Regions from separate parts of the Mus musculus genome. Here region 2 is linked to region 1. The links are chromatin contacts, called in public HiChIP or PLAC-seq maps. All regions are on one chromosome and are shown on one strand. The core of a region is the stretch at or near the end of the contact, and the rest is flanking DNA. Distances in the headings are between cores, read along the strand shown. Region 1 has its middle 24 kb from the start of Tnfaip3. Region 2 has its middle 13 kb from the start of Gm40607.

Region 1 (7,793 bases), core at 2,747-5,246:
ACAGAAACCTTTGTCTTCCTGGACCTGTTACCTGCAGTTACTCAGCCTTGAGCAACTTGTCTCACGCCTCTGCACTTCTGATTTCTTGTCTAATAAATATTTTAGAGAACATATTAGGGAGGCAGAAAAAAGGTTCCGTGGGTGAAGGCACTTCTCTCACAAACCTGGTGACCTGAGGTAGATCCTCTGTAACCACCTAAAGGAAAAAGGAGAGAACTGATTGTACTGTGTGTCCTCTGACCTCCATACAACTGTAAGTACACACACACACACATACACACAACACACTTTTTATGATTAATTTTACTATCGACTTGCTACAAATTAGAATCACCTCAGTGAGAATCTTCAACTGAAGAATTATCCTGATTGGTTGCCTTAATTGATGTTGGATGCTCCCCCCTCCCCACTCCCACTTGGGTGGCACCTGGGAGCAATCCCGGTAAAAGGGTGTGGCAGAAGGAAGATGTCTGGCCTTTGGCCCCCTTGGCCTTCCATCTTAATTTACTCTGTTGCTGATGCTGTTCATGCCCTCACTGATACCAGAACCAGTATCTCCAGACTTCCAGCCTAGACTAAGGACCAAGGGCCTTCCAGGAACTTTCCAGATTTTCAATCAATTATCATCAAATGTAAAAGTATTTAAAACTTGGTATGTCATGGGATTCATTCTAACAAATGCTAAAGCTTTCCCAAACTACTAACTTTAACTCACGAGTTTAGTTAATAATAAGAAGAGAATAGCTTTAATATATAAATCTCTCAGGTGTGCCCTGCCACTGTATACAACAAACTTTACTTGCTTCCATGAGAACTAGTGAGTCCAAACCCTGGGTGCATGTTAGATTCACTGGATTGTGAAAGGAAAATATCTGAAGTCTACAAGTGCCATCCCAAGCCAAGGATGAGAATGCCCATGTTGGCACTGTGCAAAGTCCTCTGAACTTGGCATGGTGGCATACACATCCGTAACTGCATTACACAAGAGACTGAGGTAGGAAGTTATGAGTTCCAGGCAAGTCTGTGTGTGTATGAGGCAGGGGGTTCTCTAGAGAACCGAATCAATGGTATGAACATATATGATGTGTGTGTATGTGTCTGTGTGTGTCTGTGTGACTGTGAGGCTTTGTGTGTGTTTATGTGTGTATGTGTGTGTGTGAGACTATGTGTTTGTGCATGTGTATATACAACTTATCCTGTCAGTAAAGGGAAACCCACTCACACGCCACTGGTGTTTATGTGGAGATCAGTGGGCAACCTTGTATTTTTATCTTTTTCCATCATGTGAATTCTGGTGATTACACTCTAGCCATCGGGCTTGGTGGCAATGGTCTTCACTTGATAAGCCATCTCACCAACACTGTTAGTTTTTTATACTAAGAAGTACAATTGGCTACTGTCAGCCTATGCAGGAATCAGGAAGGAGCACGTGTGTGTCTTAAGAAAGTGCAGCAACCACAAGCAGAGTTTCTTGATGCTAAGACACTTGAGAGAGGGTAGAATTTAGGTAATGGAGTTTTTGCCCAGCACAGCAGAGTCCAGGGTTCAACCCTCACCACCATATGAACTGGGTCTGGCGGTGCTTGCCTGTAATCCCAACACTTTGGGGATGAAGGCCAGTGATGAGAAATTCAAGATCACCAGGAGCTCAAGGACAGCCTGGGGTAGCTAAAATATTGTCTCAAAAGCAAAGAAGTAAATAATCCTCAAAACAAAGCAAAGGATTTTTTGTTCTGAGATAACAAAGAAATTAAAATAAAACTCTTTCATTGTCCACCCCACCGACTGCTGCTTCAAAACAGCTCTCATTTTAAATATTTTCCACTGATTCATTGAAATTTTGCTCAGGTTTGAGGGAGACGGATCTCACTAGAGGGCTTGCCCCTCAAAAACCTTCAGGTCTTGGATGTTCCACACCTCCTCGTTCCAACCAGTCAATGGCGGTGAAACTAATTAGCATGTAGTTGAATATTAGTTTCACAAATATATACAACATTGCTCTGTAAACTCCAGTTTTATAATTTTTTCCAGGGGAGTGAGTCAGAACACAAGAAATACTAACACTTCACATTTCTCATGACCGTCTTTTGAATATAAACTTCAATCAGTTTGAACTTTAGATTTTCTTACACATAAGCACAGAGCACTCAAATATAACCTGGCTAGCTGGAGGTGAGGTGAGCCTTCCTTGAAGATCTGAAGATGTCAGTAAGCTTAATATTTTCAAAGTCAGTACTCTGAAGTGACAAGAAGTCTTCATTGGATAGTTACTAGTTGTTTATGGTGTTTTCTGTCTCATGATTGCAGTTTGATGTTTATGTAGTCAATATGGAGAAGTGTTTCAATCAGGAGGCTGATGTTATCTGAGTCTAAGACATCCAGCTTTCCCATAACCAAAACAGGCCGGGAGGTAAAACTGCTGCTGGTAGACACTAATACCTAATAATAGTATTTAACAAATAGATATTTAAAATGGTTGGTCATTTTTACAATGGCAACAATAAAAACTAAAATGCCAGGACATGTTTCCTAGAGGGAAGAGGAATTTCTTGACACAAAGAATTCTGACTCCACAAGATCTGCACCACTGACACAAGGTATATAAGCTGCACGGGTCCCTTGAAGAATCATAAACATATGTTGGGCCTATTCAACTTGAAGATTAGAAATCTTTCATCTACATAACTTTGCTCCCCTTTTGTTCTCTAAGTAGGATTTAATATTTGGTTTATTTGCTTGCTTTTGTTTCTTTGAGACAGGATTTTTCTATGTAGCCCTGGCTGGACTAGAACTTACTATGTAGAGACTGGCCTTGAATTCAGCATTCCTCTCTCCTCAGACTCTGACGTGATGGAATTATTTGCATTCACCATCATTAGAATTTTCTGCTTTTAAGAAAAAGACAATGTAAGGTCACATATTTGAATAAATATACTAGGTACATTAAAATAGTCTGTCAGAACATGTGCCAGTGGATATGAGAACAATACAATAAGCACACCATCTAGGCCTTCAGAGAAACAGAAAATGATGTGATAAAATGTTATTTAATAAAAATGAAATAGTCATAATAATATCTTAACTCCTGAAAAGGTCTGTTTAATGTGGAATGTCATCTCTTCTGGCATACCAAGTCCTTCAATCATGTGATTACTCATCTGAACCATCTTGAGGTCTCATGGCTACTCCTTTATATACAGCCCCAACTCTTTTAAATTAACCTCTCCAACATAGCCAGTGGGATCTTCTTAAAATATTCATTTAATCATATTTTTCCTCAGGACCATGGAATGCTCTCAACTTGGAGGTTTCTAGGGACAGGGACTCAAGTGAAGTTTATGTCCCTAAACTTGAAGTAGAATGTCACCACCCACAGGACTTGTTTTCAGTCAATCTCCAAGCAAGCCCAAACCTACAAGACCCTTGGTGGCATGAGTGCTGGGCTTTCCACTACTGAGGGCTCTCAATGTCCGTTCTGGCTTCTATGTCGTATGCAGGACTGCCGAGAGCACCCTGCCAGAGCCTGGCATGCCACTCCCACAGCCTGTGATAGCTAAGACCTAGGACTTGACCTAAAAGCTCTCAGTCTGGGAAACACACTATGGAGTTGGATTTAGCTGGTTTCTCCAGGTATGTTTATTCGATGGAGAACATAATTCTATCATTTTGATTTGAAGTGTTCATCACAAATACGAACTTTTTTTCAAGAAGGAATATTGCATTTTTGCTGCTAACTGAATGTCTGAGACCATTTGAAGATAAGTGCTGTCTGAGACCTAGTTCTGAGCTCCTATGGCAATTTCCAGTATCAATCCAGACAAGCAGCCCAATGCTCTCAGTGGAGGCTGGAAGAAAGAAAACACAGTTTGGTGAGCACAAGGACACTGGAGCCTTCTTCAGGCGCTATGTATGGCCTTGCATTCGATATCAGCTCACGAGAGAGTCTACCAGAGGTTTGGTATGACCCATATATTTCAATGTTTGGTCACAGCAGCTGTGTGGGGACTAACATGAAGGAACAACAGAGGTGACAGGTGTCTGAAACATAACAGGAAGTGAAAACATATTAATATTAACATGTCAAATTTTTAAACATTAACCTTATTCGCCAGAAATATTGTAAAAATTTTACCTAAAGGGATTTTTTAAAAAAATGTTTTGCATTTTAATTTAGTTTCATTTAGTTTAGTTTTCTATAAGACAAGGTTTCATTCCATAGCCCAAAGTGGCTTCAAGTTTGTGATCCTTCTGCTTCATTCTCCACAGTACTAGGATTATAGCCATCACTCTCGACTCCTAAACTGAATTTAATGTGGATTGATTTTTAACAAATCAGCTATACGAACTCCTGTTTTGAGGCAAGTTTGTTTTATAGAATACTAATGAAGCAGTGAAGGAGTGGTAAAGTGTTATACATGTGATCACACTTGTCTGCTCGCTCGTGCGGGAGATAAAGGGAAGCTACTTTGATAGGGCTGGCAATTCAGTCCAGCTAGTTCAAGTGATTTCTACCAAGCTTTATGACCTGAGTTCAGTCCCCAGGACCCACATGATGGGGCTGGGGGGACAGACGTCTTACAAGTTGTCTTCTGACCTCTACATGTATTGCATGCGTTCTGTGGGACACATACACACACACACACACACACACACACACACAGAGAGAGAGAGAGAGAGAGAGAGAGAGAGAGAGAGAGAAAGAGAGAGAGAGACACACAGGTAATAAAATAAATAAATCAAAACATCTTTTAAAAAGTAGCTGGGACATGTCACAGAGATTGCCCAGAAATCCCAGAAGGAAGTATGCCAAAACATATATGGTAATATCTTCTCTTTGGTAATAATATAAATGTAATTTCTCCCCTTCCCCTTTATAATATGAGTATTTTTATTTGTTTTTGTTTTGTGGTCTTGTTGTTTATTTTTTTCTGTGTAACAAACACTGGCTGTCTTGACTACTGTGTAGACCAAAATGGCCTCAAACTCAAGAGATCTGCCTACCCCTGCCTCTCAAGTGCTGGGATTAAAGGTGTGTGTCATCACTCCAGGCCATAATATGGGTGTTTTAACAATGTTTATTATACTTTTATAATCACTAAAAAAGGGACTATAGGTCTATACTTAATTCTTAAGGTCTATCCATGACTTTAAGTATTTGTACTTCCCATATAGAAAGAAGCAACCCCACTGTTCATTCTATGAATTCAGTGTCCTTGCCTTTAAAGTCAACATCAGGCAAGGGGCCAGGAGAATACTCCAGAGATACAGCCCTTGGACAGCACCATGAACCTCTGCGTTTCACCAACAGAAGAAAATAAAGATTTGTTTTAGACTATTTAGTCAAACAAGTAAAGTTTTACAGTGTTTAAATTGGACAAGAACAGAATGAGTCAGGAAAAAAACATGGACCTAATTCCCCATTACATTGGTACATGGCTAAGAAACTACTAGAAAAGGCAACCTAGCTCTGTATGGAAATATACTACCCCAAGAACAAGCTGGCTCCGTCCTAGGACAACATAAGCCAGTCATAAAGATGCAGCACAGGGAAAGAGAGATTTCCAGTGGAACAGAATAGAGAGGTGAACGACATGGTTATAAAATGGTATCTCCCTCATTCTGGCTAGTGTTTCTTGGTCATCACTAAGACTATTATTTCACATATTCCATATACACATTAAAACTTATCTTATTATGATGGGGTAACATAGCTTAGCAGCAGGGAAAGGACAAGATATTTTAGTAGAGCTGGGAATAACAATTATAAATAAAACCGAGTTGAATATCTGGCTTATGCTAAAAACAGTTCTAGACAAACTAAGGAAATTATATGTCAAAACCAAATTTTAAACATTAAAAGAAAACTTGAGGGTGAAAAAGACTCTTTTAAATGAGACCAAACAGGAGACACTGAAAGAGTAATATATTTGATGAATAATACTCCCAAGCCCTAAGGCCAGACTTCATGTTTTCAATGAGAGAACCCTTGTGACCAGCACACATGTCCAGAAAAGGCACTGGTCATAAATAACAAAGAAGTGAAGACTAAATTTATTTTTAAATGCAGTATTAAATCTGAAGAATTTCTTGTCCATCTGTCCCAGTTCTCAAGCATGCTGTATGAAAAGATAAGTGTAGCAATGTTAAACCTTGCAAGAGGTTTTTCTGAAGTAAGTATCAACATTAAGAAAGGGTCAGAACCAATTTTCTTTATCAAGAATGGGAATATGTTGTATGTAATTGGGCAGCAGAGCATTTTGTGTGAAGTGTGTTTAATGAGTAGGATTGTATGGATTTGTGGCTTCAAAATACAATGCCTGGGCTACCAAGCCACCTTAGCAGGTAATGGATCTTGCCTCAACCTGGCAACTGAGTTTGATCCTTGGAACCTACACAATGAAAGACTCTAGCAAGCTGTTAGGAGTGACAAATAACTTCCCTCTGCTGTATTCTGAACACAAAGGATGGCTGCTGTCCAAAATTTCAACTTGGATTCCTTATTACCCTGAGGACACACAATTTGGGAGAATCTTCTAGAATGCTCTATCTTTTGCTGGAGAATAATAGTGATATTCATGTAGATTGGACTTTGGGAACTCTCTCTCTCTCTCTTTCTTCTAGACAATGGTAGCTGTTTCACAGTCATATTGTTGATACATAAGTCACCCTCACTGGGTGAAGGAGTCTATTGAGGTTTTAACAAGAGTGTTAGTTTTACTCTGGTGACTTGAAAGAGTTCATAGTACCTTTAAGTGTGAACGTCACACATTAAGTGTCCCCTAACACACAGACATCATCCTGACAGTGTGGGTCGGTAACCTCGAACAAACCTTCTTAAAGGTGGTGTTCCTACTCCTGGTGTGCGGATCCCCTCTGGACACTTGGGCATCTTAGGTACATTGTTCCCAGAAACCAGATAAGAAGACTGGAAACTGAATGTATTATTAGAGTCTTAGCTCAGAGATGTGGAGCATGTGTAGAAGGTAGAAGTAGCAACCTAGAGTCTGAGGATTAATGGAGGGTACCTCCCAGGGTTCTTGGGTAACTCAGATACTCTAGGAGGCCTATGGAAAACCTCTTCCTGGTAATCTAATGCCCAAAGGACCGCACAGCATTCTGCTATCTCTGGGCTCAATCACAGGTATGTGTCATCCCGCCCAGAGAAGACAACTACACTGATACTATTGCATCACCTTGGCAGCAGTCATGCATGAATAAGTAGATATGCTGGAAGGAGAGAGGAAGGAGCCTATTTACTGAGATGGACTGTCACTTAACACATTTTTCCTTTAGTTTGTAATGAAATCAATCATGGGTGGTGGTAATGACTATAACACATCTTTGTGTGGATTTGATTTCTAAGTTTCTAGACTCTGTTGCCCAATTGTTTTATTCTTTCTTCCTTTTTTAAAAAGATTTTTCTTCAATTAGCCTAAAATAAACTTTTGACTGAAGGTGGGTGAAGGAGACATAAATTATGATAGTAACTTTTGTTCCAGTGTTAATTTTCAAAAACTCCAGATGTCTAATACTGAAAGCCAGTCCAGCACACACAGAGTTAAAGGGCTGCCTGCCTACCCCTCCTCCAGCTGAGGTTGAATCACACTGGGAGGGAAAGTCTGGCTCAGCCAGCCCATGTTTCTCTTCAGTGATTTCTTTCTCTGCTGCTAAAGGGGACCCCGGGGGAAGGGGTGGTAAGGTGAGTGGGCAGCCAGGAAATATGATTTTTTTTCTTGGTTCCTTGTGATTGGAGGAAATTCTGTCTTCTCCTTTTGATTCAAAAGATTTTTAGC
Region 2 (7,793 bases), core at 1,385-3,884, 240 kb before region 1:
ACCTGAAATAAACCAATGAAGCTATCTATGGCTGTCTATGTTTGATGAAGGTGGTAAGAATCTGCAGTGGAACAGAAAGTAGCTTATTCAACAAGTGTTGCTGGCAAAACGGGTTGTCACCTGCAGAAGAATGAATTATCATTAACCCAGCACAAAACCAGCCAGAAGTAGATCAAAGAACTTACCTTAAAAACCTAAAATTCTGGCATTGCTAAAGAAAAACATAGAGAATGTTCTTCAAGACATTGGGTTAGACTACATTAACACAGGAACTAGACTCAAGAATCCTCAGACAGGACTATTTGAAAATAAAAGATTTCTGGATAGCCAAAGAAGCTATCAGCTGAGCAGACAGACAGTCCATAAAATGGGAGAGGAACTTTGCTAGTTATATCTTAGACAGGGTCTGGGCTAATGTCCATAATTATAATTACAAAAAAAATTCAAGAACAGAATCAAACCTGCCAGTCAATAAATGAGTTAATGAAATGAATTACCCAGAATGAGAGTATTATTTTGTAAATCTCTAGCTAACAGACTTCCCAGTTTTAGACTCTCTCATCTTGGAAATGAGAAATTAGACACAAGTTAAAGCAATAAACACAAGTGGCCAATAAGTATTTTAAAACTGCTTAACACTTGGAGATACGAACTAACACCAGAATGGCTATAAAGAAATTTGACAACAAATGTTGGAGAGGGTATGGGGAAGGAGGAACTTTTACTTACTGCTGGCAGGAATGCTACTTAGTACAGTCATTGTGGAGATCAATGTGGAGGTTCCTCAAAAAATTAAAAATCTGATACAGGACCCAGCTACAACACACCTAGGACCCAAAGGACCTCATATCTTCTATAGAGGCACCTGCACATCCATAGTCGTTTTACTATGTATGAGAAGTAGCTATGAAAGTGAACTGGTCTAGATGATGGTGAATGGGTGGATGGATAATAAAATGTGCTGGATATACATAATGGAATATTACTCAGATGTGAAAAGTGAAAATTACAGGAAATGGATGAATCTGGAAAAGTATGATATCCAAACTTGGAAAGACACAAATGATATGCTCTTCCTAAGTCTAAAAAGTCTAAAAAGGAGACCAGCATAAAGTGATGTTAGGTGTGAATGAAGATGAAATGTATCGAAGGACACAGGGGTCATGGGGGTGAACAGTCCAGAGGGGGACACCATGAGGAACAGAGGAAGCGTAAGGATGGGGAGAGGTGAAGAGGTGGAAGAGAGCAAACACCTACATTATTTCACACAGGATTAAAAAATTAAAAAAAATTTCTAGAACATTTATCGCTCTTCTTAGCTAGTCCCCTCTCAGTATAGACATGGAAATATGTATTTTAATGTCTTTCTTTACTGACAATATTGAACTGGCTATCAATTGAAAGGTGTTAACTTTTATTTCATTTCAATTTTTATTTTTATTTTTTGGTTCTGTTTTTTAAGAGCGTCTGCCTTTGTAATCTTAAGAAGGGCATCTTCCTTCTTTGCTCAATGTGGGAGAATTCATCACAGAAATGCTATGGAGCCTCCCTGCCAAGGAGTTCGTAGGAGTTCCTAAGTGTTTTCTGAGAACAGGAGGCTGTTCGGCTTAGATGTGGCCAGGAAAGCGGTCACTTTGGTGACCAGTTCCAAAGTCACTGGGGAGATATCAGGTCTCAGAGGACACAATGAGGACTTCTGCAGCTGGCATGTTGTCCCACAGCAAAATGTGGTGTGCGTTCTTCCTCTTACCTTATGGGGCCCTCTGCACATCCTGTTAGAAATGAACAGAAGGTTTCCTACAGTGAGGCTTTCTGTAGGACAGGGCTTCAGGAAGGACACTGAAACGGATCACTGGGAGTAAGGAGTTTAATGGAAGTCATTAATGCCAAAGACACAAACAAGCCAGGTGCTCCAAGAGGAGTTCAGGTCCAGCACTAGAGCTGTCAGTGTCTCTGAAGACAGAAATCCGAGCACATTCGGCAGAACTGAAGTTCACAACAACAGCCTGTAGCCAGACCCTCTGATCCCTAGGCAGGAGGCAAGGAAAGGAGTGGGGAGCACGGTATGGTACCTCGATCCCTTTATTGTTAACTCGTTTCTCAGGACAGACATTCCAGAACCAGGAAGCTAGAGATTTACAAATACCCCTCTCAGTTTGGTACCTGCTGCAGTCAGCTTGGCCTAAGCAGAGGCTGGATTCTAACATTACATTTTTAAGACATTTTTGGTCTCATCAGAGGATCTCTCTCTTTTTCTCTCTCTCTATTTCCCTCTCTCCTCTCCCCTCCCCCTCCCTGTCACAATTATCTGTGACAGCTAACCCGAATAACCCCCATAGCATAACCCTGAGTTTCCAGCTTTCTTCATTATTTTAGAATCCTTTCAGCTGCCTGTTAAGTTTTAGACCTCACTAACTTTGTTATAGATACTCTCTCTCTCTAGCTGTGGCAACACTTGGCTAAGTTGTTTTGCTGGAATTTGGAGTTAGTTTTGTCTGGTTCAAGTTAGTCCACTCTTCAGTGCCCTCACTTGGGAGACTTGTGGGCTGAAAACTACCCTCAGATCATGTGAACTCTGCCTTTATCTATGTCCTGTGAGAGACACTAAACTTGCACATCTGTGCAGACTGCTCCCCAGTTACTTCTCATTTCCCTGCCCCCCCCACCCCGATTCATCTTTCTGCACACCTTTCAGACCACCCTGTCAAGTTGTCCTACAACCATCCCTAAATCCTGCAGTTGGTTACCTGGATTTGAGGTTTAAAAATCAGCACCTCTCAAATACTGTCTCCTGAGAAAAACATACTGTTCCCACAGTTGGTTTACCATGAGGCGAGGAGAGAAGGCATCATCTATCAACACTTGCAAGATTTGATATCTGCTCAACTAGGCAATTGATGCGAATGTGGTCTGAGCCACAGGCCATGTCTCAGGAAGATAAGATTGTCTTGATTCTATAGACACCAAGGGCAAAGTTCAAGAGAGGGAGCCCTGTGTAACTCAGATCCTGAAAAAAGGCCACCACTGACTCTTCTTCTTGTGATGGTTTGGTGAGAATGGTGTTATGGGCTCAAATGTTTAAATGTTTTGTCTGTAGTTGATGAAACAGTTTAAGAAGGATTAGGAGGCATGCCCACCTACCTACCATCATGCGTCCTACTGTGATGGTCATAAACTACTAGGAGTCTGCTAATGAGACAGCATTAAACCTACCCTAAAGACTTCTTATTATAATTATCTGTATACATTAGTGCATCTCTCAACCCTCAACAGAGAAGCTTTGTTTTGTAGTAGATGGTGATTAACATAGAGACCCACAGGCAGAGAGGTGGCTCAGTGGTTAAGAGCGATGTTCTTCAAGAGGTCCTGAGTTCAATTCCCAGCAACCACACATGGTGGTTCACAATGATCTGTAATGAGAGCTGATGCCCTCTTCTGGTGTTTGAAGACAGTGACAGTGTACTCATATAGATGAAATAGATAAATCTTTAAAAATAAACATAGAGACCCACAACTCCTCATGAAGCCACAGAGCACTCACCCCACATGTATTAGCCCATCCTTTTCTCGAGGCTCATGAATCACCTCAGGAGATGGGGTAGAAGACTATAAGAGCCAGTGGTGGTGACCTACAGTTTTGTTTTGTTTTTTTTTGTTTTGTTTTGTTTTGTTTTGTTTTGTTTTAACACAACAGGGAAGTTGCACATATGAACTCACAGCAGTTACAAAAGACAAAGTTCCAACATGGAGTGGAGAGGGAGGCACAACATCTCATCCCTAGAGCTAAGGAGCTATTGATAATTGACAGCTTCTGCAAAAGGGAGCATAAGTTTTCTCTAACGGTGTGGCCTCCACTAGGTCTTGCATCACTGGATGGCCATACTCTTAAGAGTATATAGTCAACACCAGTGGACTGGATACATTTAAGAAAAATGACAAAAAGTTGAGTCACTGTGAACTGCAGAGTGAACCTGGAAGGGACTGTGGAGGTTGATGAATAGAATCAAACTATAATGTGTGAAATCATCAAAGAAATAATAAAAATATTTTTAAAATTATAAGGTACATATATTTAGTTTTGTCATTAAAGTTAAAATATGAAAGTATACTGAAATAGATAAAAGTACACTAATGAGGTAAATATTGTGATTGTTTGAAAGAGAATTCCCCTCATTGGCTCATATGTTTGAATGCTTATTCCCCGGTTTGAGGAACTGTTTGGGAAGGATTAGGAGGTGTGCTCTTGTTTGAGGAGATGCATTACTGGGAAGGTCTTTGAGGTTTCAAAAGTCCATACCATTTTCAGCTAGCTCTCTCTATTTCATGGTTGTATCTCAAGGTGTGAGCTCTCAGTTACTATTTGGGCACCATGCCTGCCTGCCTGCTGCCATGCTCACTGCCATGATAGTCATGGACTCACCTGTTATGTGTAATTTTAAAACCACACTTCTGCCTTTCCTGGGAGCTTGGCCTTCACTCTGACCCGTTCCAGCTCCCTTTGTTCCAATGCAATCACAATCATCCCCCAACCCGGAAAAGGCAGGAGCTGTTGTCCATGTCCCACAGGCTTCCTTTGGCTTCTCTTTTGCACCAGGTGGCTATCTTTGCCAAACCACCAGCTACTGCCTTTTCCGGGGAGCTATGTTACCAGCCCCACCAGAGACCTTTGAATCTGAGGATAAAACACACATACTTAGCCTTATTGTTTTAGAATTTGTCTACTAGCACAATTGCTGGGCCCTGAATCTCCTGACCTAATCTTATCAGTTATCAGCTGGCTCCTGCCAACCCCCTCAGACCCCACCCACGTTGGAGGCTTAAGGCCCTAGGTGCCCCTGAGGCCTAACATGACTGCTGCTTTCTTTTCCTTTCAGTGCATGGCTTCAAAAGCCCTCTCTTTTACCTTGGGTCCCCCCCGCCCCCACCTTTTTTTTTTAACTCTTGGGACCTGGAAGGCATATCTTTACCCTTTGTCCAGCAATTGGCTTCTACCTTCATTATTAATCAAATCAAGAACCAATTAAGGATTCAGATTTTACTATCAGCTCCTCCCCCTATACTCACCCTCTGAACTGTAAGTCCCAACAAACTCTTTTTTTTTCTATAAGTTAGAATAAAGTCTTATCACAGCAATAGAAAAGCAGCTAAGACAGATATGCTTGTTCATTTTCATATGAAGTATTAAATCTGAGGTGAATGTTTGATAATGCAGGGTGTAGAGAGTTTTCAAAATTCCCCAGTGTTTATCAATATTTTATTTTATAATTATCAATGCTGAGAATATGTCTTTGCATAAATAAACAATACAAAATGGCAGAAATATGTTTAGGACTATGTAGGGCTCCAGGGACCATGTTGCCTGACAGACTGGCAAGGTTGAGTGAGGGTTTCCCTAACGACCCTGGATTTATTATATGCTTGATTTAGAATTACTTGTTGGTCATTAAGCACTCAAAATTGTTCCCAGTTTTTTGCAATTTCCACATCCAGTTACACAAATCCATGGAAAATCATGAACCAAGGTGTAAGAAGCTAAATTTGTAGAGACCTCTCAGGGGAATTTAAGGAATGTTTCAAAGGCTGGCTAATTTCTTACCATTGAGCTTATAAAAGTTTGTACTTTTTCTATAAATGTATTTTGCCAGCATGTGTGCATTTTATCTTCTTTAAAAGATGTTGAAGATGAAAAAAGGGAGAAATAAAAACAAATGCAAAAACAAGCAATGTTTCTATAAGCTGAACATGAATATATTCCTGTCATCAAGCAATTCCACTTCCAAGTATTTCTGCAGCAAAAGTGGATGTGTATGATTGTGGGAAGGGAAGTAGATGCGCAGTAGAGTTATTTGTAATGGACCCAAACTAGAAGTTACCATGTCATAGCAACAGTAGAGAGAAAGCAATTCAGAATACTCATCACATGGAAGGTAACCCAGCAGCAGCAGCAGCAGCAACAGCAACAGCAACAGCAATAACAAAATGGCACACCAATACCTACATCAACATGAATGAATCTCATAAAGATGTTGTTGAAAAAAGTCGCCAAGAGACTGCATGTGAACTTCGTGAATCTGAGTATGCAAAACACACAAACAAGTTAAACAGATGTCTGTTTGGAGACGCTTGAGAGTAGGATTGAGTTCAGAAAGCACACGGAGGTTCTTTTTTGGGAGGTATGGTATAATCAAATGATATATCAGTTGATGAACTTCTGTTGAGCAATATCTTTATAAATATGCACTTTCCATGTATGCCTTCTACTTCAGTAACTTTTGTTGAACTTTACAAAAGAATGCCTGATCCCTCAATCCAAGATTAAACTACCTGGAAAAGTGTCATGGCTCACTTAGCAGACCCCAGAGTAGGAGAGCAAAATGGAACTTATTCCTTCTTTAGGTGACCACATGGGACCTTAAAAAAAAAATAGGGAAAGGAGACCTGTGAGAATCCATTCCAGATAGTATGGCATGGTATGGCAAATAGATAGGAGCAAATATAGGTGAGTATGGTGTCAAGAGCATGTGGCTTAGACCTGATCGTACATCCAAGAAGGGTTTCTGTTGACTGTGGTCTACAAACTTTCCTTCTTGTATTTGTGGAGTGGAGCTGGCTAGTCATCAGAAGTTACCTGTCTGGGACTTTGTGCTTACCATCCCTAATTCCTCTGTGGTCTCCTCAATAATTTAGCTTACAGAGTGAACCTGAAATGGCCCACTCTTCCAAAATTGTTGGAGTTGGCTGTTGGTAAGAGAGAGTCATAAAAAGTAGTGGTGTTGACGTGATTTTCTTTTTTTTTTTTTTTTCAGGCCATAATGGGATACAATGCGATTTTTAATGCCGCTTCTAATAGATTGAAAAGAGAAACAATACTTAAAGGCTCCTTGGCATACCTCCATTTTTCTTTCTTCTTTTTTTTTCTTTTTTTTTTAATTAGGTATTTTCCTCATTTACATTTCCAATGCTATCCCAAAAGTCCCCCATACCCTCCCCCCCTCCCCCACTCTCCTACCCACCCACTCCCACTTTTTGGCCCTGGCGTTCTCCTGTACTGGGGCATATAAAGTTTGCAAGTCCAATGGGCCTCTCTTTCCAGTGATGGCCAACTAGGCCATCTTTTGATACATATGCAGCTAGAGACACGAGCTCCGGGGAACTGGTTAGTTCATAACGTTGTTCCACCTATAGGGTTGCAGATCCCTTTAACTCATTGGGTACTTTCTCTAGCTCCTCCATTGGGGGCCCTGTGATCTATCCAATAGCTGACTGTGAGCATCCACTTTTGTGTTTGCTAGGCCCCAGCATAGTCTCACAAGAGACAGCTATATCAGGGTCCTTTCAGCAAAATCTTGCTAGTGTATGCAATGGTGTCAGCGTTTGGAAGCTGATTATGGGATGGATCCCTGGATATGGCAGTCTCTAGATGGTCCATCCTTTTGTCTCAGAAACTCTTCCTTGTAAAAATGAGAAGTCTTTTCCTGAGTTTGACAAACCACAGTGGCTTGTAAGTGTTTCCTCAGGCACTGTGGCCTGTAGTGTTTCTTCATGTTGCTCTGGGTTCCTGGAAGGCAGAGTCAATAATGTCAGCCTACCTGTCATTCTCTCCCATCATGCCATTGAGGAAGCCATGGTGGATTTTCAAGTCAGATTCTGGAGCACTGAAGAGACGACTGTCTTGTTCAGCTTAATTGAGAATTAGCTGAGACACCTACAAAGAACCATCAACATAAGAACAGAATCTATGGTGTGACTCATGACCCTGACCACTGTCTGGCTTTTGGAAAAACAAGAGGGTG

What was found. HiChIP or PLAC-seq counts read pairs in DNA pulled down with a chosen protein or histone mark.
Region 2: an H3K27ac HiChIP or PLAC-seq map of double positive thymocytes shows a contact between it and region 1, with 5 read pairs. The contact joins two enhancer-like sites. A contact is called at or near these places in 14 of 484 Hi-C or Micro-C datasets (B cells, ECoMG-derived neutrophils, the G1E-ER4 cell line and 7 more), 1 of 115 datasets of contacts at active chromatin or transcription factors (double positive thymocytes) and 1 of 9 other capture datasets (adipose tissue).

What each region holds. Positions count from the first base shown.
Region 1 is chr10:18,987,409-18,995,201 of GRCm38.p6, reverse strand. No RefSeq gene overlaps it. Among named protein-coding and RNA genes, the nearest start is that of Tnfaip3, 24 kb to the left of the region's middle. Within about 2 kb of position 3,996, at least 10 of the 459 cell types and tissues checked have an H3K27ac peak or open chromatin away from gene starts, as enhancers often do. A contact at or near this core is called in the P5424 cell line and double positive thymocytes, where this site is marked.
Region 2 is chr10:19,226,877-19,234,669 of GRCm38.p6, reverse strand. No RefSeq gene overlaps it. Among named protein-coding and RNA genes, the nearest start is that of Gm40607, 13 kb to the left of the region's middle. Within about 2 kb of position 2,634, at least 8 of the 459 cell types and tissues checked have an H3K27ac peak or open chromatin away from gene starts, as enhancers often do. A contact at or near this core is called in the P5424 cell line and double positive thymocytes, where this site is marked.